7 separate regions of the Mus musculus genome follow, and all the other regions are linked to region 5. The links are chromatin contacts, called in public Hi-C, HiChIP or PLAC-seq and promoter capture Hi-C maps. All regions are on one chromosome and are shown on one strand. The core of a region is the stretch at or near the end of the contact, and the rest is flanking DNA. Distances in the headings are between cores, read along the strand shown. Region 1 holds the start of Trim65 (tripartite motif-containing 65). Region 2 holds the start of Wbp2 (WW domain binding protein 2). Region 3 holds the start of Acox1 (acyl-Coenzyme A oxidase 1, palmitoyl). Region 4 holds the start of Mgat5b (mannoside acetylglucosaminyltransferase 5, isoenzyme B). Region 5 holds the start of Sphk1 (sphingosine kinase 1). Region 6 holds the start of Fbf1 (Fas (TNFRSF6) binding factor 1). Region 7 holds the start of Trim47 (tripartite motif-containing 47).

The links. Promoter capture Hi-C pulls out the DNA fragments that hold promoters and counts their contacts. Hi-C and Micro-C count contacts between places; a contact is called where the count stands out from the background. HiChIP or PLAC-seq counts read pairs in DNA pulled down with a chosen protein or histone mark. Capture Hi-C pulls out chosen DNA fragments and counts their contacts.
Region 1: a contact with region 5 is called in a promoter capture Hi-C map of embryonic stem cells. The contact joins the promoter of Trim65 here to the promoter of Sphk1 in region 5. A contact is called at or near these places in 4 of 39 promoter capture datasets (the HPC-7 cell line, the SN4741 cell line, embryonic stem cells and 1 more), 2 of 484 Hi-C or Micro-C datasets (embryonic stem cells and nephron progenitors), 3 of 115 datasets of contacts at active chromatin or transcription factors (large pre-B cells, memory CD8 T cells and stem cell-derived neural progenitor cells) and 1 of 9 other capture datasets (embryonic stem cells).
Region 2: a contact with region 5 is called in a Hi-C map of extraembryonic endoderm stem cells, with 2.7 times the contacts expected there. The contact joins the promoter of Wbp2 here to the promoter of Sphk1 in region 5. A contact is called at or near these places in 7 of 39 promoter capture datasets (the C10 cell line, embryonic stem cells, liver and 2 more), 1 of 484 Hi-C or Micro-C datasets (extraembryonic endoderm stem cells) and 3 of 115 datasets of contacts at active chromatin or transcription factors (extraembryonic endoderm stem cells, large pre-B cells and pancreatic cancer cells).
Region 3: an H3K27ac HiChIP or PLAC-seq map of embryonic stem cells shows a contact between it and region 5, with 2.9 times the contacts expected there. The contact joins the promoter of Acox1 here to the promoter of Sphk1 in region 5. A contact is called at or near these places in 9 of 39 promoter capture datasets (the C10 cell line, cranial neural crest, embryonic stem cells and 3 more), 1 of 484 Hi-C or Micro-C datasets (forebrain), 6 of 115 datasets of contacts at active chromatin or transcription factors (embryonic stem cells, extraembryonic endoderm stem cells and pancreatic cancer cells) and 4 of 9 other capture datasets (adipose tissue, embryonic stem cells, liver and 1 more).
Region 4: a promoter capture Hi-C map of liver shows a contact between it and region 5. The contact joins the promoter of Mgat5b here to the promoter of Sphk1 in region 5. A contact is called at or near these places in 1 of 39 promoter capture datasets (liver) and 1 of 9 other capture datasets (liver).
Region 6: a contact with region 5 is called in a promoter capture Hi-C map of adipose tissue. The contact joins the promoter of Fbf1 here to the promoter of Sphk1 in region 5. A contact is called at or near these places in 1 of 39 promoter capture datasets (cranial neural crest), 2 of 115 datasets of contacts at active chromatin or transcription factors (embryonic stem cells and stem cell-derived neural progenitor cells) and 3 of 9 other capture datasets (adipose tissue, liver and pancreatic islet).
Region 7: a FOXA1 HiChIP or PLAC-seq map of pancreatic cancer cells shows a contact between it and region 5. The contact joins the promoter of Trim47 here to the promoter of Sphk1 in region 5. A contact is called at or near these places in 5 of 39 promoter capture datasets (the 3T3-L1 cell line, embryonic stem cells, pre-B cells and 1 more), 3 of 484 Hi-C or Micro-C datasets (cerebellum and embryonic stem cells), 1 of 115 datasets of contacts at active chromatin or transcription factors (pancreatic cancer cells) and 1 of 9 other capture datasets (adipose tissue).

What each region holds. Positions count from the first base shown.
Region 1 is chr11:116,129,401-116,133,304 of GRCm38.p6, reverse strand. It overlaps Trim65 (tripartite motif-containing 65), which reads left to right and starts at 2,177. Exons shown (of 6, transcript NM_178802.4): 1 at 2,177-2,719. The coding sequence starts at 2,300. Mrpl38 (mitochondrial ribosomal protein L38) reads left to right here. Exons shown (of 9, transcript NM_024177.3): 7 at 404-562; 8 at 749-885; 9 at 1,175-1,488. The coding sequence ends at 1,311.
Region 2 is chr11:116,085,694-116,089,153 of GRCm38.p6, reverse strand. It overlaps Wbp2 (WW domain binding protein 2), which reads left to right and starts at 2,159. Exons shown (of 8, transcript NM_016852.3): 1 at 2,159-2,287. The coding sequence starts at 2,229.
Region 3 is chr11:116,197,419-116,201,156 of GRCm38.p6, reverse strand. Acox1 (acyl-Coenzyme A oxidase 1, palmitoyl) reads left to right here and starts at 2,112. Exons shown (of 14, transcript NM_015729.3): 1 at 2,112-2,561; 2 at 2,776-2,935. The coding sequence starts at 2,453. Ten1 (TEN1 telomerase capping complex subunit) reads right to left here and starts at 2,302. Exons shown (of 4, transcript NM_027107.1): 1 at 2,174-2,302.
Region 4 is chr11:116,916,511-116,920,174 of GRCm38.p6, reverse strand. It overlaps Mgat5b (mannoside acetylglucosaminyltransferase 5, isoenzyme B), which reads right to left and starts at 1,312. Exons shown (of 18, transcript NM_172948.3): 1 at 632-1,312. The coding sequence starts at 699.
Region 5 is chr11:116,531,181-116,534,769 of GRCm38.p6, reverse strand. It overlaps Sphk1 (sphingosine kinase 1), which reads right to left and starts at 2,319. Exons shown (of 6, transcript NM_025367.7): 1 at 1,402-2,319; 2 at 597-800. The coding sequence starts at 606.
Region 6 is chr11:116,165,900-116,169,689 of GRCm38.p6, reverse strand. Fbf1 (Fas (TNFRSF6) binding factor 1) reads left to right here and starts at 1,512. Exons shown (of 31, transcript NM_172571.3): 1 at 1,512-2,138; 2 at 2,462-2,557; 3 at 3,778-3,790.
Region 7 is chr11:116,108,699-116,112,625 of GRCm38.p6, reverse strand. Trim47 (tripartite motif-containing 47) reads left to right here and starts at 2,391. Exons shown (of 6, transcript NM_172570.5): 1 at 2,391-3,092. The coding sequence starts at 2,406.

The DNA of each region.
Region 1 (3,904 bases), core at 928-3,427, 400 kb after region 5:
TTCCAAGACAGCCAAGGCTACACAGAGAAACCCTGTCTCGAAAAATAAGACAAATATTTCATGTGTTTAAGCGTTTTACATGTGCACCACCTGCATGCCTGTGCCCTGGGAATTGCAGGTGGTTGTGAGCACCACCTGCAGGTTGTGCTGGCAATGGAACCTTGAGTCCCCTGAAAAGTCGTCAGTTCTCTTAGCCACCAAGCCATTTCCCACCCCTCTCAGGTTTCTGAACTACAACTGCCCCATAATCTGTTTGCAGCATGTCCCTGAGGTCGGCTTGTGGTCATCGAATGCAGGAGTGTTCAGGGTCTGGCCCTGGGAGTGACTGCTTCTGGGGCGCAACATTGGGGTTCCCCTGCCACCTTGTTGGCATGGCAACTAATGGGTATTTTCCTCCTACCAGAACCAACATCCCAAGCAACAGAGTGGCTGAAGGACAGGAGACATGTCCCTACCTCCCTCCTTTCCCTGCTCGAGGCTCTGGCTTCCACCGCTTTGCCTTCTTGCTCTTCAAGCAGGACAAGCCAATCAACTTCTCAGAGGACACCCGTCCCTCACCCTGGTAAGCGACACCCCTGTTTGTCCCCTGAGCCTCAAGCCAGCTCTCTGGGATGGTGGCTCTTGCTCTTTCCTGCTCTTGGTGTAGGTCTTGCGCTTGGCAGCAGTCCCGCGTGCTGGGTGCACTCCAGGGGTTTCCCAGGATTGCCTGCCTGCTCCCTCCCCTCACATGCTGCCCATCTCCTCATAGCTACCAGCTGGCCCAGAGGACCTTCCGCACTTTTGATTTCTACAAGAGACACCAGGAAGCCATGACTCCAGCCGGTCTGGCTTTTTTCCAGTGCCGCTGGGATGACTCTGTCACCCACACCTTCCACCAGCTTCTAGGTAAGGGCTTAGTGGTCAGGCAGGCCTGGGGATAAAGACCTTTCCTGCCATGCCAGGAGATGGCCTTTGAAAGCCAGGGTGAGCCGGGCGGTGGTGGCGCATGCCTTTAATCCCAGCACTCGGGAGGCAGAGGCAGGCGGATTTCTGAGTTCCAGGACAGCCAGGGATACACAGAGAAACCCTGTCTCGAAAAACCCAAAAAAGTCCCTGGCAGAACTCCAGCCTCACAGGCAAGGAAGGAGGCCCAGGTCAGCAGAAGTCCACCACTCTCCCCTTACTTTTCTTGCAGACATGCGGGAACCTGTGTTTGAATTTGTACGGCCACCCCCTTACCACCCCAAACAGAAGCGCTTCCCCCACGAGCAGCCCCTACGCTATCTGGACCGATACAGGGACAGTCATGAGCCCACCTATGGAATCTACTGAGAGACTCAGTACATTCATCTCCGAGGGGGAACTGTCGCAGCAGCTGGAAGGTCACACCTCCGGAGAGAGCCATCTGAAGCCAACTGAGACAGTCCCATGCTGGCCTCTCCCAGGACACCCAGGGGCTTGTGGATGTGCCTCGATTCTATGTGAATAAAATACTTTTTTCCTGATGCCAATATGTCTTCACTTTCGGGCACCCAGACCCTTTTAGTGAAGCTTTAGTGCTCTGTGGGTGAGCAGAAGGTGCCCAGCAGCCCGGTAGCTGGGGGTACACATGAAAAGTGAACCTTTGCCCAGCCTGTGATCTTTGTGAAAGACAGCCCCGGGATCAGAACCTCCTCGAGGAGAAAGTCCTGCCCCTGTCAGACCTAGCAACAGATTGCTTGTTACCTTAGCATATTTCAGCCCCCACCAAGGCCTGGAGCCCCCACTGTGAGGCTAGAGGCCTAGAAACAAATCAGTTCTGCCTACTCCATTAGGAGTGATCTCTGATTCATACTGCCTTTGGGGACCCTGGAACTCCCATCTGCTCTGCTCAGCTGTAGAGGAGATGACAGTAGCCTGTCTTAGGGTTTTACTGCTGTGAACAGACACCATGCCCTGGGCCTTTAATCCCAGCACTCAGGAGGCAGAGACAGACGGATTTCTGAGTTCGAGGCCAGCCTGGTCTACAAAGTGAGTTCCAGGACAGCCAGGGCTACACAGAGAAACCCTGTCTCGAAACCCTCCCACCCACTCCTCCCCCCCAAAAAAGAGTCTAGGGAAGGAACACAAATAGTCAGGGTGGACCGGAGGGAGCCGCGCCCCAGCTCCCAGTGCGTCAGAAGGCGGGCAAGCAAGGGTGACTTGGATCCCTGCCAAGGAACGTTCTAGTGCACCAGGCTGCGCACTGCCGCGACTTCCTGGACTGTCTTCCCCAACGTAGTGCTCGCACTGGTAGCCTCGGCCCCTTTAAGAGATCTGAGCACTGGGCCTCGCTTCCGCCATGGCCGCTCAGTTGCTGGAGGAGGACGTGGTGACTTGCTCCATCTGCTTAGGTCGCTACCGGGACCCGGTGACGCTGCCCTGCGGGCACAGCTTCTGCGGGAACTGCATCCAGGATTCATGGCGTTCCTGCGAAAAGTCGTGTCCGGAATGTCGCCAGCCCTTCCCCGAGGGCGCCAAGCTGTCCCGCAACGTGAAGATGAGCACCTTGCTGCAGGCGCTGCCCGTTCTGCCGGCGCCGCCCGCCGTGACTCCGCGCCGGGACTCCGCCACAAGCCACAGCGCTCGCTGCCTGCGCCACGGGAGGCCGCTCGAGTTCTTCTGTCGCACGGAGGGCCTCTGCGTGTGCAGCGCGTGCACGGTGCACGACTGCAGCCACCACGAGCGGGCGCTGCTGGACGTGGAGCGCCGCGTGCGCGAGGTGCGGGAAGGGCCTCTCCGAGGGCCGAAACTGCTTGTGGCCAGGGCCAGGGGCTGCAGCAGGATCTGCGGGTTCCCATATGAACCCAGAGGGCACGTGCACCTGACTGCTGCACGCAGCTCTCCCCAGGTCCTCTGAATAAAGTAGAGCCAGAGTGTTAGGTCAGGGCTGGCAGCCCCATTCGCTAAGGTGGCCAGCATTCAGTAAGTGTGATTTCTGCCCTTCAGAGACTGAAGGATCTACTCAAGGGTCAGATAGAGTCTCAGCAAAACGTGAATGTAGAGTCAGCAGGGCCAGTCTGCATGGTGGTCGTGACTCTTCCTCTAGGGATGTGCAGTGCCTTTCCAAGCTGAGACAGGGTGATGATGTCATCAGATTTCTGCTTTCTGGAGTCTGAGCCCCAGCTGGGGTGTGGAGGGGGTAAGAGATGAGGGGTAAGAGGAAGGAGGTCTCAGCTGCAAAACAAAAGAAATGAGAAGTGAGTGGGAGCCCGGTGCCCAGTGGAGAGAGTAAGACGCAGGACAAGGGTTTCTTCGGGAGACCGGGCTGCTGTGTGCTGAGGTTGGGTAGAGAGTAGCTGGTTTGGGATATGCAGTGTGTGGGGTACACAGACAGGGGTGGGGGCACAGACATCTACTGAGAGCTGGGAAGAGATGCGGACAGTGAAGTGAAAGAAGTCGCTATGGTATCCCTAGAAGGAGTGGAAATTTGTTGGGCAGGGGATTACATCCTGACAAAGCTGTAGAGATGGCGGCCAGGGCACAAGCAGTTACAGGAGGGAGAGTTCTCCAGGTGCCCCAGGCTGCTGAGAGGTTTTAGTTAAAGGCAAAAGTGACCACGGAATTGGTACCATGGTGGCCTATGTCCTTGCCCATGGCCATCACAGCCAAGAAGTGAGGCTGAGATTACCAGGGATGAGACGGAGGAGATGGAGCGAGAGGACCAGGACTGTAGTGCATGGACCGAGAGGCCGTGGACAGGGAGTGGAGGAGTGACTGGACGGGGACAGGGACAGGGACAGGGATGGGAAGGGAGGGAGCTGAGTGGCTGTGGAAGACTAGCACAGGCAGGCTGAAACCAACGAGGGAAGGAAAGCTGGGTTAAGGATACATGCTTGGGGCATTTTGGTGCTGGTGACAGGGCCAGGGTGAGGTCAAAGGGTGAGTGGCAGAGACTTGAAGGGTG
Region 2 (3,460 bases), core at 910-3,409, 450 kb after region 5:
AATAAATAAATAAATAAATCCTTAAAAAAAGAGGAAGCTGAGATAAAGCAAAGATACCTGTGCTAACCTACCCGTAAATATTCCTATCTACAGAGAACAGAAGTGTTGATCAGGAAACACCAGTCTGGCCAGGCCAATCCAACAATTCGCTCAAGGAAGCAGGCTTTTGGCTTTATGGAGTCAAGTGGTTGGAAACTGGCCCAAACAAGGCTGTTCGTAAGTTGTCTGCCCAACATAACAATCAGGTTAAGAGGAAAAAAACCAGTGACTTCAGTGAGTCTCAACCACCGAGAGGTGTTATCAGAGCCTAGAAACGTGTTCCCTCTCAGAGACTCGGGTCCTGAGATGAACTCTGCACCCGTCCTGTTAGCAACACTCTGAGTGTCAGGAAAGATCCTCAGGTTCCGGGAAAGGATTTCCCTCTTTTTCTCTTCTTCTTCTTATTTGCGTGTGTATGTGTGTGTGTGTGTGTGTGTGTGTGTGTGTGTGTGTGTGTGTGTGTGAATGTAGGTACCCAAAGAAGCCAGAACAAGATACCAGACTGCCTGGAGTGGAGTTACAGACCATTGTCCATTGTGAACACCTGATTCGGGTGCTGGGACTAAAGGCGTGTGCCACCAGATGTGGCTATGGATTTTCTTTTACTGGATTTGTTGCTGTTTTATCTTTGTGGGACAGAGTCGCTGGACGGTTTGGAATTGAATACACAAACAAGGAGCCAGGGCTCAAACCCCCAGCCGTCCTCTCACCTCTGATCCCTGATTGCGTCATTACTAATACCCATCTTGGACTATGCTCTTTAAAAACTGCTGGGCTGGCTAGGGACATAGTCCAGCTTAGAACAGTGCTTTTCGTGATGTGCATGAATACTGGACTCAACTGATCATCATAACTTTGTAAACCCAGGCTCGGTGGTACACACCTGTAATCTCAGGACTCTTTCTCAAAAACCAAACAAACAAAAATCTGTAGCCATTTGACTTTTATTAGTGTGCACCTAGAAAAACAAACAAACAAACAAACAAACAAACAAACAGACAAACAACCCCAAAGCGAACAGAAGGGTCTCTTGCACTGTGAGTTAATAATGTACCTGCCATTTCCCAGAACTGTTTTACTCTGCAGCTGAGGCTGGTCTGGAAATCATTATGCAGCCCAAACTGGCCTCAAATCTGTGGCAATGTTCCAGGATGTAGGGCACCATGCTGTCTGCTTCAAACCAAACACTGGTGTCTTAAGGTTAAGGGTAGGTACGCTAAGATGCCACCCAGAAACTGAAGAGTTCTCCCAACCCTCGACAGCCCTGCGAAAGATACAACTCAGAGGTGGAGTTTAGATTCACTACAGCGCAGTGGGGAGACACCCACTAGCAGAAACGAGTCAGTGGTATTTTCAAAGTCCTACCTGGCGGTTGGTCATGTGCTTTGTCAGTCCACTCAATTATTCTAGGTCCTGTTTAAACCCTGCTGTTTAACTTCTGCAGCGGGATCCGCTAGATCAGAGCAGGAAGCAGCGCCATCGCGAGGCGGCAGGCGGCAGGTGCTGGGCGGGGAAGAGGGTGGGGAGCGGACCGCTCAGTCCCCAGAAGTTCACAGTCCGACTCTGGGTCCGGGATCTGGATCTGGGTCGATTAAAGTGGCGTATTTTATTTTTTTCGGGCTTTGCCAGTCCACTGTAGAAGGGACTGCATCTCGCACTGCTCTGTAAGTTTGCAATGAATACCCAAATGTAAGCGCGAACTACTCATGACAGTTGCGGAAATGAAGACGGCTGGTTACGTAATGTTTAAATGTACCATACACCAGATCATCAAATTTAAGTTACATTTCTTCGATTGAGTTTGCTTAACATGAGGAAGCTAGGATGAGAGAGGCGTACAAATGTTTAAGTAGTCTTGTAAATATAATCTCTAGCCTGGCCTATAATATAAAAAAAGACTACAAATTCCAGAATGCACTCGTCACTAAACGCAGGGCGAGGCCGCGGTTGCCGGACCACTGCCTGCTGGGAATTGTAGTTGGCTGCTTGTTTGTGATGCAGGTGCAACTTGGGGGAGGGAGAGCGGGAGTAAACTCTCCCCACGTGACAGTCCAGATCAGGTGGTTGGTCAGCCTGCGCGCAGGAACTATGATTGGCTGACTGTAATACGAACGACGCCACTAGAGGCGGGCCAAAGACCAGCGCAAGCGCAGAGCGTTGCGAGTCTCGGGACCCCAGTGGGAGAGACTATGGCGCTCAACAAGAATCACTCAGAGGGCGGCGGAGTGATCGTCAACAACACTGAGAGGTGAAAACACGGCGGAAGGATCCTGGAGACTTGAAGGGCGGGTGTCGGCCACTGTGTGTGGTGGGCGGTGGGATATGGTGGAGAAGGAAATTGATGGAGCGCTGTGGGGGGGGGGGCGTGGGGGGGGAGGAAAGAGGGAGAAAGGGGTGGTAACGGCCGGAGGCGGGGCTGGAGGGAGTGGGTGGGTCGTTGGGGAGGGCCGGAGTGCTGATCAGCTGGGGTGATGGGTGGGGGTGGGGCCAGAGAATGGTGTCAGGGTTTGTTTGGGAAGCCGAGTGAGGCCCACGGGTGATTTCTTGAACCCCTTCCCAAACGAAGTCTTAAAACATAGTTGCTATTTATTAGGCGTTCACTACGTCTTTACTATGCTGCGTCAGCTCTACCTTAGGTAATACATAATCCTGTGCCGCAGAAACTATTAGACACATTTTACAGGTAGGGCAAGTGACGCCTAATGAGGTTAAAATAACTTAGACCATTGTGCTGTGAGTAACAGAAGGGGAATTGAAGGAAGGTAACTTGGCCCCAAAGTCAATAGGCTTAACTACTCCTGTACAGTTTTCTCGTATATTCCAGAACTTCTCAAGTTCCAAAAGAAAGGCTGAGGCCCTAGAGGTGGTGGAACTAAATGTCTGTCAACTACTTAACCCGGTGACCCTTATAAAGGCTTGTCTCTTGCCTGGTTCTCTTGAATTCTTAATGGCTTGTGTCAGTTCCCCGAACAAAGGTCTCCCAACTTTAAGATTCTTTTTTTCTCTCCCCTCCTTGAACTGCTGGGCTTCTCTGTTCCTCTTGTTTCTTGTTCCTTGGAATTCTGACTCTCCTGACTTGCACTATCCGGGCTTGGATTAACTTGAGAGCCAAGAGAGACATGATGGAGGTCAGAGCCCACACCCAGTGTAGACAGGCACCCATCTTGGGACTTGTCACCTGGGAAGCTGACTCAGAGGAGAAGGTGGCAGTGACAAGGCCAGGTTCTGCTGACCTCGTGTGCGTAGGTCTTGGGAAGGGGCTGGCCAGCACATGTGCCTGGTGACCACTTCTTTAACCTGAGCTGCCCCTCTTTTATTGCACCAAGAAAGGATATTTGGGACAGGAGGAGACAGCTGAATGGAACCATACGAACTCAAACCTTTTTATCTTGTAATCTGAGAAACCTTACATTGTTTTCTG
Region 3 (3,738 bases), core at 863-3,362, 330 kb after region 5:
ACTATGTAGACCAGGATGGCACAGAACTCATAGAGATCCACCTGCCTCTGCCTCTGCCTCTGAGTGGGAGGACTGAAGGAATCTCCACCCCACCCAACCTGTACTGCCATTCTTATGCAGCTATAATTAAAACTCATGGTTCAAAGTGCTGCCTTAAACCAAACTAACAGTTCTCTACAACCCAGGCTGGTCTTGAACTTGTGATCTTCCTGCCTCAGCCTCCTGAGTAGCTGATGTTCCAGGCCTATGCCAACAGGCCAGGTCAAACTTCCAATTGTTGATAAATCTGACCATACCTTTCCCTCTCTGAGATACTGCCAAAGGTTTGCCATGTAGTCTTTTCCCTTTACCTCAGTAAGCAATAGCCTTGGTTTTTATCTCATCAATAACTTGTTAATTGTATTTGGGATCCAAGCTTCTGCTAAGAGGAATAAAATTCACAAGAACCCAACTAAACAAGATATCAGTGCCTAAGTGTCCTTGAAAATATCCTCAGTAACAGAACCTTGCTCAGGTATATGGAGCCAGAGCCAAAGGTACAAGCAACAACAATGATATAGTCTTTATTTAACTTCTCAGAATTTTTCTTCTTTTCCCTTTTAAACTTTTAAATTTTGTGGAGCTGAGGATGTAGCTGAGAGGTCTATCTCCTGCATCAAGAAAAAAAAGTGTGCCGGGCGTGGTGGCGCACACCTTTAATCCCAGCACTCGGGAGGCAGAGGCAGGCAGATTTCTGAGTTCGAGGCCAGCCTGGTCTACAAAGTGAGTTCCAGGACAGCCAGGGCTATACAGAGAAACCCTGTCTCGAAAAACAAACAAAACAAACAAACAAACAAACAAACAAAAAAGAAAAGAAAAGAAAAAAGAAAAGAAAGTGCATTAAAATATTGAATTTTGGGGGCTCCATTAACTTTGCATTCAGGCTAAAGCCTTCATTCGTTTAACCCATTCTCAGCACCGTTACTGTAAAAGGGTCTTACATATGTTGTTACAAGGGCAAGTTAGAGAGGTAATGAAGAAATGTAGTTCTTTTTTTTTTTTTTTTTTTTTTTTCGAGACAGGGTTTCTCTGTGTAGCCCTGGCTGTCCTGGAACTCACTTTGTAGACCAGGCTGGCCTCGAACTCAGAAATCCACCTGCCTCTGCCTCCCCAGTGCTGGGATTAAAGGCGTGCGCCACTACCGGCGTAGTTCTTTTTGGTGGCATGAAATCAAATGAAGAAAGAGTGCATTTTACTTAGCACTTAAAGGCTTTTTGAAACAAGGCATTACACAGCCCAGGCTGCCTTCAGTCCGATTCTATATAGCTGATAATGATCTTGGACTTCGTGATCCTCAGACCTCCACTTGAAGTTGCAAGCCTGTGTGTGCCACGGTGCCCAGTTTATGCTGTGCTTTGAGATTATATTTTGGCTTTAGTGCATGCTCGACATCTCCAGCCTACTACTTAGCAATTTTTAAGGAAGAATTAAAAAACAAACTGGTGAAAACTGGCTGTCTTTGAGGCTCAGGAACTCTTTGTTATAAATCCTACGCTAGAACTTCTTAGGCGTAGGTACATCTTCGATGACGATAATGATATGGCAAAGTAAAGTCTAGATTTCAAAATTTCTAGGACCTGCCCTGCCGGTTTAGGTGGGAAAAGACTTGGGCTATAAAATGTAGAGAAACTGGACCTGTTCCCTCTCGCTTTAAATCCAGGCCCAGTGCATAAACCCGGAAGCTCCGCAGGACCAGGTCCTTGCATCCCAAGTCTCTAACGTCAGTCAAGTCGGCAATATTTTTAGCCAACGACAATGAACCGTCTCCCGAACGTAACCTTTGTCCTGTTACCCTTTCGCTCCAATTTGTTTGGGTTCCAGTAAAATCAACAGCTTTCCTCTATTAGCCTCCTCACCCCGCCCGAGACCCTTGACACCCATTCCCTTCTGGTTTCCGGGGACACTGTGGTGAGAGGACCCCCCCCCCACACACACACACACCCACCGCCCTAGCCTGAAAGGAGGTGAGTCCCACAGCGCAGGCGCAATCCCGCCCCTCAAGGCCCTGGCCAATCGGTTGCGCGCGTCTCCAGGGCTCTTTTCCTCCCGGAAAGATCACGTGAACCTGGAGACGTGAGGTCCGGGAAGAGCCCCACTCCCTTTCCAGTGCCACTGCGGTCCCTTGACCTTTTACCTTGCTTTCCTTGGCGAGGAGCCGCTCGGGGACCTCCCCTGGCCCGCAGCAGGGGATTCGTCCGTCCGGCGGGCGGTACCAGCGTCGGGGATTGCAGCCGGTCACGTGAGGAGTGGCGGCGGGGACGGGGCGGGGACGGCTCGAGGGGGCGGGGCCGAGGGCTGTCTCGCTCCGCTCATAGGGCCTGGTCGGCGCCTGAGCTGCGGAGACAGGTTGTCATCGCTTTGGTGCCTGTCACTTCTGTCGCCACCTCCTCTGCCCCCAGCACTGGTCTCCGTCATGAATCCCGATCTGCGCAAGGAGCGGGCCGCCGCCACCTTCAATCCAGAGTTAATCACGCACATCTTGGATGGTAGTCCGGAGAACACCCGGCGCCGTCGAGAAATCGGTGAGCCTGGAGGGCCGGGCCTCTTATACCGAACCAGGCGAAAGACCCCCGTGAATGAGGATTTGGGGCCTCTGGAGTTGAGGGGAAGCGGGGACCCCTACTTCGATGGGCGTCCGGTGTCAGGATTAGGAGGGGAACGTCCTCTGTTCTAATCTGATGGGAGTCAGGGAGGGTGAGTACCTGTTTCTCTTGATGTCATTTAACCCTCTTTCAGAGAACTTGATTCTGAACGATCCAGACTTCCAACATGAGGACTATAACTTCCTCACTCGAAGCCAGCGTTACGAGGTGGCTGTTAAGAAGAGTGCCACCATGGTGAAGAAGATGAGGGAATTTGGCATCGCAGACCCTGAAGAAATCATGTGGTTTAAAAAGTAGGTGTATCTTAGCACATTAGTGTATGCCCAAACTACAGCTGCAGTCTGGGGAGGTCTTCTTACCGCGCATGTCGTTTAAAGGCTTAAATTGAATACTTCATGATTCAATTTTATGTGTGAAAAATAATATTACTTTTGCATCTAGATCTTTTAGTAGGATAGCATAGCATAGTTGTAAAAATGCTAATAATGAACGGTTGTGCCCAAAATTGTTTTTTTTTTTAATTTTAACAAACTTTAAGGGATGGTGAGGTGGCTACCTGGCCTAATCATCTAATTTCAATTTGTAGAAAGAGAGTCACCTCCCTTAGATTGTCCTCTGACCATTTGCTAGAGGTGGCTGTTGTACCCCCACACACAATAAGATGAAACTTTAATTTATAAAGTTCTTTTGAACTGGGCCACGGTGACCCATGCCTTTAATCTCAGCACTTCGGAGGAGGCAGAGGCAGAGGCAGGCTGATCTCTGATTTTGAGACCAGCCTGGTCTGCAGAGCTAGTTCCTGTTCGTCAGCCAGGGTTACATGGCGAAACTGTGGGAGAGGGTGGGCCAGAAGGCCGGGCAAACACTAGTGAAGCCCGCTGGGGGGATGGGGGAGACAGAGAGGCAAATAATAAAAAAGCTTTTTGTTCCAAACATCCCTATGAAAGTTCTTTAAGTGCAAAGTGAACCTTCACTTTGTAAGAAAGCTTCCCGATACCAAAGGTGTGGCGCAGTGGAACACAGATTGCCTAGTGTCTCAAGGCTGTGGGTTTGAGTCTCAGCACTGAAGACAAAACAGAGAGGGGGTGGCGAAATC
Region 4 (3,664 bases), core at 63-2,562, 390 kb before region 5:
CATGCACCTGCTATGCCTATCTAGTCTGTTGGAGATCCGCGATTGGGAGTGAATCCCTAGCAGAAGGGGGTCCTTGCCCCAATCTTGGGGACGTTCCTGTCAGACCCAGGTTTGTCCCCCACCAGGAAGATGAGTGAGATGCAGGGGGAGGGAGGGGGAGAGGAAGGGGGATGAACTAGGCAGAGGATGGGCGGGCCGACCTAGGAGACAGGCGGGACACCAGGGGTGCTTCCTAGGCACCCCACAGTAACTTCGCAGCTCAGATAGGACCGACAAGAGATGAAAAAGACCGCAAGGGGCAGGAAAGGGACTTGCTGGCTGGGGCCACTTTGGAGCCCAGGACCTTGATCTTGGTGTTTTCTGACTCCATGCTCACCTCTCTATACCTGATATCGTTCCAATCTTGGTCAACTCAAGAAAGATCCAGACCCGCACCCCCCCACACACACACATACCCCAACCCTATCTAATTCCGTCTTCCCATCCCCATGGCCCTCATCGAGAATAGACTCGCGAACCTCCTTTGCCACCCGAACTCGCACCCCCTGAGGGGACCGACCTCGCCCAGCTCCACCATGAGTCCCCTTGGGGAGGTCTTGACCTCCCTGCGCCAACCAGTAGAGAACTTTACCGAAAGGGTCTCAGGGTGACCAGGCATCTTCTGACCATTATCTTCCCATCTGGGTTGACTGTGATCATTGTTCAAACTTGTCTGGGCGAGAAGCCGGGGGCGAGGCCGGACGCACCGTCCTGGGCCCGGCTCTGACCGCCTCGGGAACCACGAAGCCGCTGCGGGCCGAAGCCGGGGGGTCGCAGCACCGAGGGAGCGCGGGGCACGGTGGCTCTGCAGCCCCGCGCGGGGCACGGCGCGGCCTGGGCGCGCAGGGCAGGGGTTCGGCGAGAGCTTGGGGCCGGGCGCTCTCTGCGTCTCCGCCCTCCCCGATTCACATTTTGGGGAAGGCGAGGCGGCGCGCCCCCAGATCGCCGGCCGCGCGTCTGCCTGCTAGGCTCGCTGGCTGGGCGGGACGGCGCCGCGGCGCGCAAACGGGCTTCCCGCGGCGGGCGCCCTCATTCCCGGGGCCCGCGCCCTCAGAGCCGGCTAGAGGCGGCCCCAGGCCCGCACCCCGGCCCCCCGCACCTTCCGGCCGCGCCGCTCTGCAGCCGCGCGCAGCGCCGCGCCCATGGCTTTGGGAAGGAACGGCTGCGCGCTCGCCTGCCTTCGTCCTCGCCCGCCCGCTCGCCCGCTCGGTCGCTCGGCCACCCGCGCTCCGGGCTCCGGGCTCCCGCGCGGCGCTACAACCCGAGGCGCCGCATTGTTCCCTCTGAGGAGGCGGCCCGGGAGCGGCCTCGCGTTTCCTCGGCGCCTGAGCGCCATCTGGTGGCCGCAGTCTCGCTGCGCTCCCTCCCCGGGCTGTGCGAGGAGGAGGGGGACGCGAGCGCGGGAGCCATGGCTCTGCGCCCCTCCCTGGACCATGCAACTTCCTAGGGCATCCAGCAGACCGGAGAGCCGAGGCTGCTCCGGTAACTGCATCGCGCAGGGGAGATGGGGCGCGGAGAGGGGACCCTTGTCTCTCCTGCAGAGCACGAGCCACCACTACCACCCCCAAGAGCTTCCGTACCTATGGCTTCTCACCCGCTGATTCTCTCGGCAACACCCACCCACCCTGAGAAACTCCCCGAGTCCTCCCACTTCTCACTTGCCTATAATAAACTGGGGCTGTGGCATTCATGCCAGGAGCCGTCAGCTGTATGCCTGAGGTCTAGCCTTGGACCCTCTCAATCACTGAGTTAACGGGCTTTCTAGTATACAACTAATGACCAAAAAGCTCACCAAGGCTCTTTAAAGTCAATTCCCAAACCCACAGGCTTAAATTTTAGCATTGTTGAGCCCTGCGCACACCATCCCTGCGTGTGTGTGTGTGTGTGTGTGTGTGTGTGTGTGTACTGTCCTGTCACTTCCTCACTTAGAGTTGATGTGAGTTTGGTCTTGACAGCCAGGAATGAAATTATCACCCAGGCTTGTGGCAGCTGGAGGCACCCAGACAAGATGCATGATTTAGAGGCCCAGCAGAGACCCCATCGCCCTCAGACATTTCCTTAGCCAGCTGGCTGGAGTGCCCGAATTTCCCTCCTCCATCCGTCACTCTTTCACTGAGGCACGGTCAGACTGCCCTTGCTCAATGCAAATGTGCTACCTAGCGAGCGAGCGAACACATCAATTCGCCAACACCAATTTATCGCCTGTTTTCTCGTTGGCGGGAGTAAGGCAACTAGGTAACAGGTGAACGCTGGTGGAGAAGCAGACAAAGCAGTCACCGCTGGTAAGGAAAGGCTCAAGGGAGGCAGAGAAAGCTGCAAAGGGCCTGGGGATGCCAGGGTGCTTGGATGGAACCAGGTTAAGATGGAAGAAAACACGGGTGTCCTAATTAGGTTTCTGTTGCCGAGATAAATATCCTGACCAAAAGCAACTTGGGAAGAGAGGCTATGCTTGGCTAACACTTTCCCCTGGCAGTCAATCATGAAGGGAAGTCAGGGCAGAAACACAAGGCAGGAACCTGAAGGCGGGAGCTGACAGAGAGACTGTGGGGGTGTGTGTGGGTGGGTGTGTGCAAAGGCCGTGGGGGAGTGCTGCTTACAGACTTGCTCTCCAAGGCTCCCGTCTGCTTTCTACACCACCCAGAACCACCTGCCCAGGGCGGCACCAGCACAGTGAGTTGGGACCTCCTACATTATTAATCAAGAACATGCCCACAGGCTTGCCTGTAGACCGCTATGATAGAAGACAGTTTCTAAACTGGTAAGTCCTGCTTGTGTCAACAACAATAACAACGAAAAACTAGCCAGAGCAAAGGGCTTTCTCCTGAGCTGGGGAGGAGACTCACCATCACAGACTGTCTTATACTCGGTACCCAAGGCTTTGGGGCACTTCCTGACCAGAGTCGTGCCTGTCTGGTTTTGGGTAGTGCTGATCCAGCCTGAACGTCTTAAGACCACGAAGGCTCTGCTGGCTCTTCAAAGTCAAGAACTTTGAATGTGGTCCAGAGAGATGAGAGATGCTGAGCATGCTGAGAGATGGCTCAGCATGGGGAGACTGGTGACCTCAGGACCTACAAGGTAGAAGAAAAGAGCCCACTCTCTCACATCCCCTGACTTTCACACTTGCATCATGGCATACATGTGACCTCACACATGCACACATGACACACACACACACAAAAGAATGTCTCTTCTGACCTGACACCTCCCATCTCCCCAAGCTCAAGGGGGGTTGTTTATGCCTCTCTGACATCCCTGAGGGTTGTCTGCCCTAGTAGGTATGACTGCAGTGTACCATCTGGGGAAATGGCCTTCCTTCAACCAGAACTTGGACTTAGAACATGGGAAAGGACACTCCCAGCTAGGAGTGGTGTCCACCTAGCATCCTGGTGCTTAGGAGGTGGAGGGAGGAGGATCAGCAACTTACGTCTAGCCTTGGCTACACAGTGAATTTGAGTCCAGCCTGGGCTACATGAGACTCTGTTTCAGAAGGAGGTAGCTCCCCACTGACCTCTTCCTCTGGATCTTACTCTATTGGAACTGTCCATATAGACAGCAGAGGGATTGCCTGCCTCTGCATTGAGCAGCAGGCTCACAGCTAGTGGAGACGCAGAGGAAGAGCGAGGGT
Region 5 (3,589 bases), core at 1,070-3,569:
GACCCAGGTTCAGTTCCAGCACCAGAAAGGTGGCTCACAGTGGTCCCGAACTCCCAGGTCCAGTTCCTGAGGATCTCTACGCCCTCTTCTGGCCTTCAAGGGCGCCAAATACACAGCCTAGTGCTTATACATATAAGTGTTCTGTCAAAACACTTAAACACGGCCGGGCATGGTGGCGCACGCCTTTAATCCCAGCACTCGGGAGGCAGAGGCAGGCGGATTTCTGAGTTCAAGGCCAACCTGGTCTACAGAGTGAGTTCCAGGACAGCCAGGGCTACACAGAGAAACCCTGCCTCGAAAAACAAAAACAGAATGGTAATGTCCACAACCAGTCGCTAGAGGGCCGAAGAGAGCTACGGGAACAGTTGGGATCCTCCACCCATCAACACAACCCTGCCAGAGGAAGTGGCCTCCCACAGGTTGTCTGGGAGTGAGTGGGACACCGCAATACCTCTTTCCTTGGCCCCGGGACAGACGATGTCTGGCCTCGCGGGACAAAATGTTTCTTTCGAGTGACCCTAGGCTTCTTTCTGCTGTCCATCATTTCTTGGGGGAAGAGATCTCATTAGCCTTTCCCAGACAGGTACCCCACAAACCTGGTTCCATAGCCAGGTCCCGGGGCTCCCGCTGACAAGGGGCCACCGGTGCTGCCCCGGCGCTGCTAGAGGTAACGGCGGCTCCTGCGTTCAGCTTCTTATCGGTGTTGCCCAGGAGGGTGTCTGGCGACTGGCCGTGGGGCTCGCCCTCTCCACCTCCCTGGGCTGTGTGAGCGCCCTCGTCATTCCCCGGGGCGGCCAGATCTGAGGGACAGGAGGAAAGAGTGGTGGGGTTCTCTGCCTGGGCTTCCATGCACGTGGGACAAAGTGCCCAACCAGAGCCCCTGGCTCGCGACTGAATCACCAGAGCCCCGTGGGTGGGGGATCTAGCTTTCCAGAATGAGCTTCCCACCCCACGAACATTCCGTTCCAGGGGACACCGGATTCGGACCCGACGCATGAGTCAGTGACCCGTGGCTCTCTTCGTCGGGCCGGCTCTTCACCCTTCGGGCTTGGTGGAGAATCCAACTGCATACAATTCCCAGAACTGGCATTGAGAGGCGCGTACTCTGGGACGAAGAACCCCATCGCAACCTGCGCAGTCGCCCGGTCCCCTGCCTGAACTACGAAGCCGCTGAAGCTCCGAGTCTCCAAGAGGGTGGGGGTGGGGGTGCGTGCCGCACTCGTGAGAACAGCGCCCAAGTCCCGCAAAAGCCTGCCTGTGCTGGGCGGACCCACAACTATGGTCTGCCCTGCCGGAGCGCGAGTGTGCACTGAGGCGCAGGCGTGGGGCCGTCTCCTTCACGGACCCACGAAGGCACCGCCAACTACGGGAGGGCGCGCGCGGGGGAAAGGGGATCCCTACCCAATCTGTCCCACGGGCGGCCAGTGGCGGAAAGCAGCTCCTCTCCGACTCAGACCCGCGACAGAGGGACAACTGAAGCACTGGGCTGACACCGACTCCAAGGGATCGCCCCCCTCCGGTCTCAAACTTTTTGCTCAATTTCACGGCGGCCCGGGGAGGGCGCTGAGCCTCTGGGCCGGCCTGGCCACGCCCCGCGTTCCTTGTGCTCTCGGGGTGGAACCAGAGTTGCGCGCAGCTCTGGTCCCCCACCCGCCCGGGATCTCACTGCACCTCCCCGAACACAGTCGCCGCCAGCCTGGGCTCGGCCACGCGCAGATGAGGGGCAGGATCCCCGGATACGATTGTGCGCCCGGTGCTGGAGGAACAGCTTAGGAAGTCCGCAAGAGGTGGGGTTCTGAGCCCGGCCTGAAGCAGCGCATCCGCGGAGCGCGAAAGCGAGGGCGCAGCCCACATGCCGGCGCCCAGCATCCGAGCGGGCTTCGGGTACGCGTGGGTCTGCGCTTACTGAACCTCGAAACTGCTGTTCACAGTAGGGATGCAGCGCCTCTTTGGCGTCGCTTAGACCTAGCCTGAATTCCACATCCAGACCCTAGTGCTGTCCTGACTCTGGGCCAGGGTCGGGTCACCCGCCACCCGCGAACTTCTCTTCCTCCCCTGCTCCTCCGCGGTGCCTTTACTTTTAGCTTCCAGATGCAGCCGCTGGCTCACTCAGACGCCGAACCCGAAGCAGTCTGGCACGCCTTTCAGGAGAAAGCTGAACCGGTTTGGGGACGAAGTCGAGATGAGAGTACCTCGTCAGCAACCTCCAAAGGTGGAGTCTTTCCCCCCAGGGAACACTATCAAGGCCTGAGATGCTGCCTGCCGCGGATGATCGGGATCCACGATCCTCACCGACTGGAGGAACCCAGCAGTGTGGACAGGGCAATGGGGGCTCTCATCAGGATTGGAGAGGCTAGCATGGGGGCGTGGTCCCAACCTCCCCACCCCTTCGGGCGATCTCGGGGTGAAAATGCACACGTGCCCCGGTGTATGCGCTTCGGTGGAGATAAACAAGACGCATAGTTGTGTAAGTGATATATTTCATGGCAAGTGACCTGAGGGTGTCCGTGACTAACCGGAGTTAAATTTTTGGAAGATTATTAGCGGAGACTTGGAAAAAGAAGCTCCCAAATCCTACCAAGCACCAAAAACAGACACCAAACTCCCAAGGAAGCTGCATTGGTTTAGCTCCGGTTACAGAGAACTGGCGCGCCCACACCGGCCCCCGCGCGACCCCACCCACCTCTATCTTCGCATCGCTTCTTAAAGTCCAGAAGAGGCGAGTCCAAGAGGAAAACGAACCCAGATAAGAAAGGATTGCAGTGAACTAGGTCACGCCTTGAAGGTGGCTTCTCTCCCAGAGGACCCTGGAGTTCCCCGACCGAGTTTCTCAGTATTTTAGGAGTCCCCAGGAGGGCCAGGGGCACAGGCTGGACCTGCGGTTCCGCACGCGTCACTGCAATATATGCCTTGGCTCTGTACAGCCGCGGGACAGCCTGACCGGATCATGAACGCCCCGAGTGCCTTCCGAGAAGGTGACTCAGCGACACGCTCACGGGTGGAGAAACTCCCGGAAACAACCAACCAACCAAAAAAAAAAAAAAATGAGGATTTGGAGGGAGCAAGGGCGTCATCACCCACCCCCGGTTCCGCGACTCGTGGCTACCAAGATCTGGTCCTGCACCTACCCCCATCCCCGGCTTCCCACCTTACACCCCTGGAATCTAGCGCGGACAAGGAAGGATTGCAGCTCTGCAGCCGCAGTGCCGTGGTCACGCGCTGCGGGGACACGAGTCGCGGTGGGAGGAGGGGGCTCTGCGGGGAAGCCAGGCTCTCTGCCACTCGCTCCCTTGTCTACCCTGCCCCCTCCCCTTACCAGAGACCTAGGGTCCAGATCTGGCGTTGGTATCTAGCAGACTCAGGGAGGAAACTATTCTCCCCGAGATTTTGAGCTTGGAGGGGGGCTGGCTGCCCAGACTGTAGGAAACACCCTCCTCTGCTCTCTCACGGTTTGGGAAGGAGTGTTTATCAAGCCCGACAAGCAAGTCATTAACAACTAAAGAGGAGAAACTGAGGCACGGGGAAGGAAAGATCGGGCTGTGTGTAAATTTACGCTCAAAATGCCGACCTGGATCAGGGTCTCGCTTTT
Region 6 (3,790 bases), core at 263-2,762, 360 kb after region 5:
GAACCTGTGTCCCTCTTATGTGATGTCCCTGAGAGAACCTGTGTCCCTTTTATGTGATGTCCCTGAGAGAACCTGTGTCCCTTTTATGTGGTGTCCCTGAGAGAACCTGTGTCCCTCTTATGTGATGTCCCTGAGAGAACCTGTGTCCCTTTTATGTGATATCCCTGAGAGAACCTGTGTCCCTCTTATGTTATGTCCCTGAGAGAACCTGTGTCCCTTTTATGTGGTGTCCCTGAGAGAACCTGTGTCCCTTTTAGGCAGCACTGCTTGATTAGCTTCCGGCCGACATCATCCGTGGTATGGTTGCTTTCTCCTGAGTCTGTTCCATTTCCCTCCTACAAACTGTATACAAGATTCTCCCTCCCCTCCTCTTCCACCTCCTCCTCCTCCTCTTCCTCCCCCTTCCTCCTCTTCCTCCTCTTCCTCCCCTCTCCTCCTCCTCCTCTTCCTTCCCCTCCTCCTCCTCCTTTCTCCCCCTCCTCTTCCTCCTCCTCTTCTTCCTCCCCCTCCTCTCCCTCCTCCTCCCCCTCCTTGTCCTCCTCCTCCTCTTCCTTCTCCTCCTCTTCTTCCTTCTTCTCTTCCTCCTCCTCTTCCTTCTCTTCTTCCTCCTCTTCCTTCTTCCTTCTCCTCTCTTTCCTTGTAAGACAGGTGTATTAGCTGATTTTGTGTATAACCTGACACACCCTAGAGTCATCAGAGAGGAAAAAGCATCAGATGAGTAATTGCCTTCATGAGATCCAGCTGTAAAGCATTTTCTCAATTAGTGATCAATGGGGGAGGGCCTAGCCCATGGTGAGTGGTGCCATCCCTGGGCTGGTAGTCTTGGGTTCAAGGCACTAAGTTCTTTTCTATAAGAACACATGAAGTTGGGGAGGAAACAGCTATGGGAAGATTTGGAGCAGGTACAATAGTACAATGGAGGGTGGACTCGATCTAAACATCAGCACATATAAAACAATTTTTTAAAATTAAATTTGTAGAGAGTTGGAGCATCTGTGTTGGCAGAGCACCACCTTGCCTCTGGCTAGAGATTTATTTACTCCTTCTTTGGATTGCACCTAAGAAAGTGTGTTGTGTTAATTCCGAGACACTATTATGTAGCTGGTCTCAACAGCCAGTTTTGACCTAGGAAATTGACAATCTAGGTCTAGCCTAGGTTTCAAACGCTATGATTCTGGGCGTGGCATGTCCACTGTGTGCCTTTGTTGATAGTTTTGGGTCTTCTGACAGAGCAGCTTTGACCTTATGATTGATCAAGAAGAAGATCATGGTCACCAATTAGCCCTCCGAACTTGAGGAACTCCCTTGCACCTAGTCGGGAGATGCTTTCCCCGCGCTTCACGGGAGTGACGTTGAGACAGCTCCTAGCAACTCGCGGAGCATCCAACAGACGCCTTGCCCCCGCTGCGGGGCACGCTGGGAGATGTAGTCCTTCCGGTCAAGTCCTGTGGTTCGGCCCGCTAGTGAACGGGCGACGGACTACAGTTCCTAGAATCCTCCACGCCACCGTCTATTTGAGGCCAGAGGCTGCGAGGTGGGACTGTCGCCGGCGGAGAGGTGGTAGGCCTGGCCGAACGGAGCGCACTGAGTGGAGTCGGAACCCTGGGATCTGGTTGGGCTTGGTTTCCGTGGCCTTGTTTCTGAAAGGACAGCTCTTAACAGGGCCCCTAGGGACTAGGGAGAAGCTCGGCTGTGTCTGGATTCAGACGGGATGGGCGCGCGGGGGATGGAACATTGAGAGGCACAATGCCTGGCCTGGCGCTACACTCCGGGACCCGCTGTGGCTGAGGGGCGGGCTCGCGGATTTTAAAATGCCTTCATGGAGTTGGTTGAATATGTGAAGACGTGACAATATTCTGGAACACTTTGGCCATTACAAGCTGCCCCTAGAAAATGTACCCCCGGCCCTGTCTGGGAAGCTGCGACGGAATGCATAGGAGATAGCAGAAATTCTTTGATGTGATATGAGCGAAAACGCGTTTGGACTTGTAGATCGCTAAAGTTGCCATTGCACAGGAGAAACACAAGCATTCCCCTGTGTCCACAACCCCAGATACACTTTGCATTTTAATAAGAGACTAGGCACACCGAGAAGACAGATGAGCGCCCCAGCTGCCTTTCTTCCTAGGCACGTGAAGGTGGGTTTGGGTGAAGTGTAAGAGACAAAGAGGAGGTAGGAAATGCTGAGAAATTCTGTTCCCTGTATGAAATGTTTATCATATGTGAACTCACTGTCAGGCTTTGTGCTAGATGCAGCCTATAGAGAGTTTCCTGGCAAGGGATTTGAGTCCGGATGTGGTTTCTCTTTCCAAATGGCTCCACTTGTCACCACTTCCAGGGTAAAGGATATGGTCTACTTTTAAAATACTCTCCAAGCCAAGGAAAGGCCGATAAGTGAATAAGGAATCCTCATGTATTCTCTCTCCCTCCCACCCCTCCCCCAATCTGTTTCTTGCGGCAGGAGCTTACCCTAGCCCAAGAATTCACTATATATATCATTCAAGCTGGCCCCTAACTCAGCAATCCTGCTTCAGCCTCCCAAGTGCTGGGATTGCAGGTATGAAGCACTGCCTAACTTTTTCTTCTTTTTAAAATTTTAATTTTATGCGTATGGGTGTTTTGTCTGTGTGTCTGTCTGTGCACCACATGCATGTCTGGGCAATCAAAAAACACATCGATCCATTCATCTGTCCCCGATGGGAGTGACAGTTTGTAAGCCCCTATGGGTACTGGGGATCCAGTCCAGCTCAAATACTCATCTCTGTCTCTTTTGATTTGTTTGTCAGGGTTTTTCGGTGTAGCTCTGGCTGTCCTAGCAGTCACTCTGTAGACCAGGCTGGCCTCAAACCCAGAAATCCACTTGCCTCTGCCTCCTAAGTGCTACCACCTCCAGACTGCTTTTTCTATTACATACCTCAGGTTGGCCTAGAACTTGTGATTTTCCTGCCAAGTTCTAGGGTTGCCGCTAAGTGTGTATGATCATACCCACCTCAGGAATTCTTTTTGAACTTTACTTACTCATCTGGCGTAGTGGAGCACACACGCACATGGAGGTAAAAGGAAGACTTGCAGGAGTCAATTCTCTACCTCCATAATGCGTGTCCTGGGCTATCCAACTCAGATAGGCAGGCCTGCTGGCAATAGCACCTTTACTCACTGAATGGCATTCAATTCAGGAATTCTGGGATTATAGAAATAGGTTTGACCAATTCCTGGCTGTCCTGGAACTTGCGCTGTAAACCAGGCTGGCTTCACGCTCTGAGATCTGCCTGCCTCTACCTCCTGCGTGCTATGATTAAAGGCATGAACCACTGCTACCCTGCTGGGTTTTGATCTCTTAAGTGAAGGATTCTTAAGAGCCTTGGAGCCAAGCACTGGGAAATGCTGAATTCTACCTTTTATTTATGTGTATTTATTTATTTTTGAGACTTGCGTAGCCCAGGTTGGCCCTGAATTTGCTATGTAGCTGAGGATAGCCTTGAGATTCGGGATTTTTTTTTAACCTCTTCCCAAGTCCTGGTATTTCAGCATTATGCTGTGTCCAGATTTTGTTTTTAATTCTATGAATGTGTGTGTGCATGTGGGTGCAGATGCCCATGGGTGCTAGAGGCTTGGATCCCCCTGGACCTGGGGTGCTGGGGGGCTTGTGATCTACCCAACACAGTGCTGGAAACCCAACTCAGGTCCTCTGCAAAACCAGTTTGGGCTCTTGGCTCCTAAGCCGGCCATCGCTCCAGCTTCCATCTTTTAAGCAGTTTCTTTTATTTTCTCTATTAGGGAAGATGAGCTT
Region 7 (3,927 bases), core at 1,142-3,641, 420 kb after region 5:
AAGACAGCTACAGTGTATTTACATATAATAAATAAATAAATCTTTAAAAAAAAAAAAAAGAGGACATTTTGGGCAGGTGACATGGCTCATCAGTTGAAGGTGCTTACTGAATTCCAACCCTTGAACCCTCATACTAAATAAACTAAGGGGTTGGAGGGAGGGCTCCCCAGTTAAGAGCACTGGCTGCTGTGCTCTGCCAAAGGCCTGGGATCCCATTCCTAGCGCCCACAAGGGCACTCAACACTGTTGGTACCTCCAGCCCCAGGGGATCCAGTGACCTCTTCTGTCCTGTGCACATGGGGCAAACGCCCATACATATAAAGATTTTTGGTTTGGTTTGGTTTTTCGAGACAGGGTTTCTCTGTGTTGCCCTGGCTATTCTTGAAACTAGCTCTGCAGACCAGGCTGGCCTCAAGTTTAATGAGATCCACTTGCCTCCAAGTACTGGGATTAAAGACGTGGGTGCACCAACACCCTCTCAGCAGCTGGAGATTAGCCAGCTACCGTGGGAAGAACTGCCTCCATGACTCCATTATGTTAACTAAAAGTGTTGGTTTGCCTTCTCTTATGCGCAGGCGCGTTTGTCTGCTTGCCTTTAAATTCACCGCGTGCACTGTTCCTCGGAGGCCAGAGGAGAGCGCTGGATCCCTCTAAACTGCAGTTACAGGTGGTTGTAAGCACAATGACGTGACATGAACTGAACTTGAGTCCTCAGCAGAAATAACCAGTGCTCTTAACGGATGAGCCTTGTCTACAGCCTCGCAAATGGACGTGTACACCATGGCATGGTGACACACAGATGTGATGGTGGCACTTGGGAGGGCACATGTAGGTACATGAGCAAGGTAGCTCATTTGTCACCCCGTCCCATCCCATCATCAAAGACTCCATGCTATGGTACGGCTGACCATGGCTGATGATCACTCTGACTGTCTGGGTAAGCTGTGTCAGTGTTCCCACTGAGAGAGTGCTCGCTCGCTCGGTGCCTTCAGAAGCCATCGTGCTTAGCACACAGACAAGGAGTCACTTTGGAGAGCCTACAGGAATTATTTGGGATTCTGCTGATAGTTACAGGTAACTATCACATGGGCACATGGATGCTTATTTTTTTATCGAGGGTTGTAACAACACTATTCCACCCACTTTGTTTATTCGTTTGGTTTTGGACACCATGCTCAGCCTTTAACCAGGGGCTAGAATCTAACTCAGGCCCTTACACTTTACCAACTGTGGGCTCCACTCTATAATAATAATAATAATAACAATAATAAGGGCCTGGAGAGATGGCTCAACGGTTAGGAGCACTGACCACATGGTAGCTCACAACCATCTGTAATGGGATCCAGCGCCCTCTTCTGGTGTGTCTGAAGACAGCAACAGTGTGCGCATATAAAATAACTACTAAAATAATTTTGACAATTTGATTCTACATAGTTTAAAGCTTAACATTATTGCATTATTACAATGTCAGTTTACCCGACATGGTGGCCTGCACCTGGAATCTCAATACTGGAGAAGTGGAGGCATGGGAATCAAGGCCAACATAAGCTCTGGGCTAACCAAGGCTATGTAAGAAAGACCTATCCCAGAAACAACACGAAGAAGCCATAAGCCTGTGATCCCAGCACTCAGGAGGCTGAGGCAGGAGGATGAAGAGTTCTAGGTCACTCTGGGCTACATACAGAGACTAAATCTCAAGCACAAGTCCTTGCAACTAGACGCACTGTTCTAAATGCATAGTTGGGCAGGCCTTAACCAGTGTCTCCTTTTGGGGAACTACAGGCACCCGCGAGTATCCATGAACGGAAGTAAATTCCTCAGACAAGGGATTTGTCAAGTGATGTCAGCTTCCCATTTCAGATCTAGACAAGGCTAAGTTCCCCAGCGCGGGTAAACACAGTCGCTAAGAGGTCAAAACAGACACATACCAGCAGTAAGTTTTTCTGTATGTCAGCAACTCAGGGAACTTGGCTAACTGTACCTGGGAGGGGTCTGGAGGGAAAGGCGCTGGCTACATGGCTGTGCACGCCCACCATGGCACCTGGCTGACCAGGATAGAGGATGGAGGATCGAATGTCCTCTCAGCCTCCTCCCCATGAATCCCCTCACATTCTCGCTCCGGGTCCTCTCCTTTTCACAATCCTCTGGCAGTCCCACCGCCTCCGCCCACGCTGGGTAGAAGTCTCAAGAGGGTCGTGCTCCCCTGGAGGGCTGGCCGGCCTCGCGGCGTCTGCTGACCGGTGGGTGCGGCGGTGGCGAGCCGCGCTGGGGCGAGCAGAGCTGCGGAGGGGTAGGAGGGGGCCGGACCCTTGGCCAGGGTCCCAAGGGGCGGTGCCGGGCGCGAACCGTCCCAGGTCCCTCCCAGGCGGGAGCAGCACAGGCGGTGCCCGGGTAGCGGCGGAGCCATGGACGGCAGCGGGCCTTTCAGCTGCCCCATCTGCCTGGAACCGCTCCGGGAGCCGGTGACACTACCCTGCGGCCACAACTTCTGCCTCGCTTGCCTGGGCGCTCTCTGGCCGCACCGGAGCGCGGGCGGCACCGGTGGTTCCGGAGGTCCAGCTCGCTGTCCACTTTGTCAGGAGCCTTTCCCCGACGGCCTGCAGCTCCGCAAGAACCACACGCTGTCCGAGTTGCTGCAGCTCCGCCAGGGCTCGGTCCCGGGACCCATGTCCGCCCCGGCTTCAGGATCGACCCGGGGCGCCACGCCCGAGCCCTCCGCGCCCAGCGCACCACCTCCGGCTCCGGAACCATCGGCTCCCTGCGCGCCGGAGCAGTGGCCCGCGGGTGAGGAGCCGGTGCGCTGCGACGCGTGCCCCGAGGGCGCCGCCCTGCCCGCCGCGCTCTCTTGCCTCTCCTGCCTCGCCTCCTTCTGCTCCGCGCATCTGGCCCCCCACGAACGCAGCCCCGCCCTGCGCGGCCACCGCCTGGTGCCCCCGCTGCGCCGACTTGAGGAGAGCCTGTGTCCGCGCCACCTGCGGCCTCTGGAGCGCTACTGTCGCGTGGAGCGTGTGTGCCTTTGCGAGGCCTGTGCCACTCAGGACCATCGCGGCCACGAGCTCGTGCCGCTGGAGCAGGAGCGCGCGCTTCAGGAGGTGGGGCACCTTGAGTCGACACGTGGAGATGGGTGACAGGAGGGACACTAGAGCTATTTAGTCCCTCACTCTTATCCGGGTGTGTCTGTTATATATTTGTTTTATCATTATGGCTGTGCACATGGAGATGAAGGAAGCAACTTTGTGGGGTTGGTTCTCTCCTCCTGCCTTTACATGGGCTTCATCTCTCTGACTCAATAGGCTCTGCCTTAGTTTCCTCCTCTAGCCTGAGAATCTTTGCAACCTCTTCCGGTCTACACTGTCATTTGCTGGGGCTGGTGTGGATGGAAAGAGAGTCGGGAGGGACTAGTAAGATGAAAGAGTGGCAAAAAGCCGAGAGAGAGAGAGAGAGAGAGAGAGAGAGAGAGAGAGAGAGAGAGAGAGAGCGCTTTAGCTAGATTAGTGTAAGTGTAAAGCGAGAGAGGGATCCGCATTAGGCCCTCAGAAGCCGTGGGGGTCAGGAGTCGCTGGGTGCGGGCGGGGCCCCGTAGCTGATGCCCTCTTCAATTCAGATTCGTCCTGAATTGAGTCAGCCACTTTGTATGGGTGTGGCGGGCACCAGGAGAGCGACGGAGTTTGGGCTGGTCACACAGATCTCCTCTGTCCGAATGCTCTGGGGCCGTGGGGAGCATGTGCCCAGTGTCCCGCTACCTCCCACCCCCAGTTTCCTTTGGCCTCCATCCCGGTCTTGGCGCCTCTGGCTTTGGGATTTTCCGCCTCTCCTGCCTGGAGCTGTGACTCATTAGAGCCGAGGGATTTGCCCGGAATCCCCATTTTTCAGAGCTGGATTGGGGGTGAAGGCTCTTTTGAGACTAATCCCCAGGACTATTTAGTG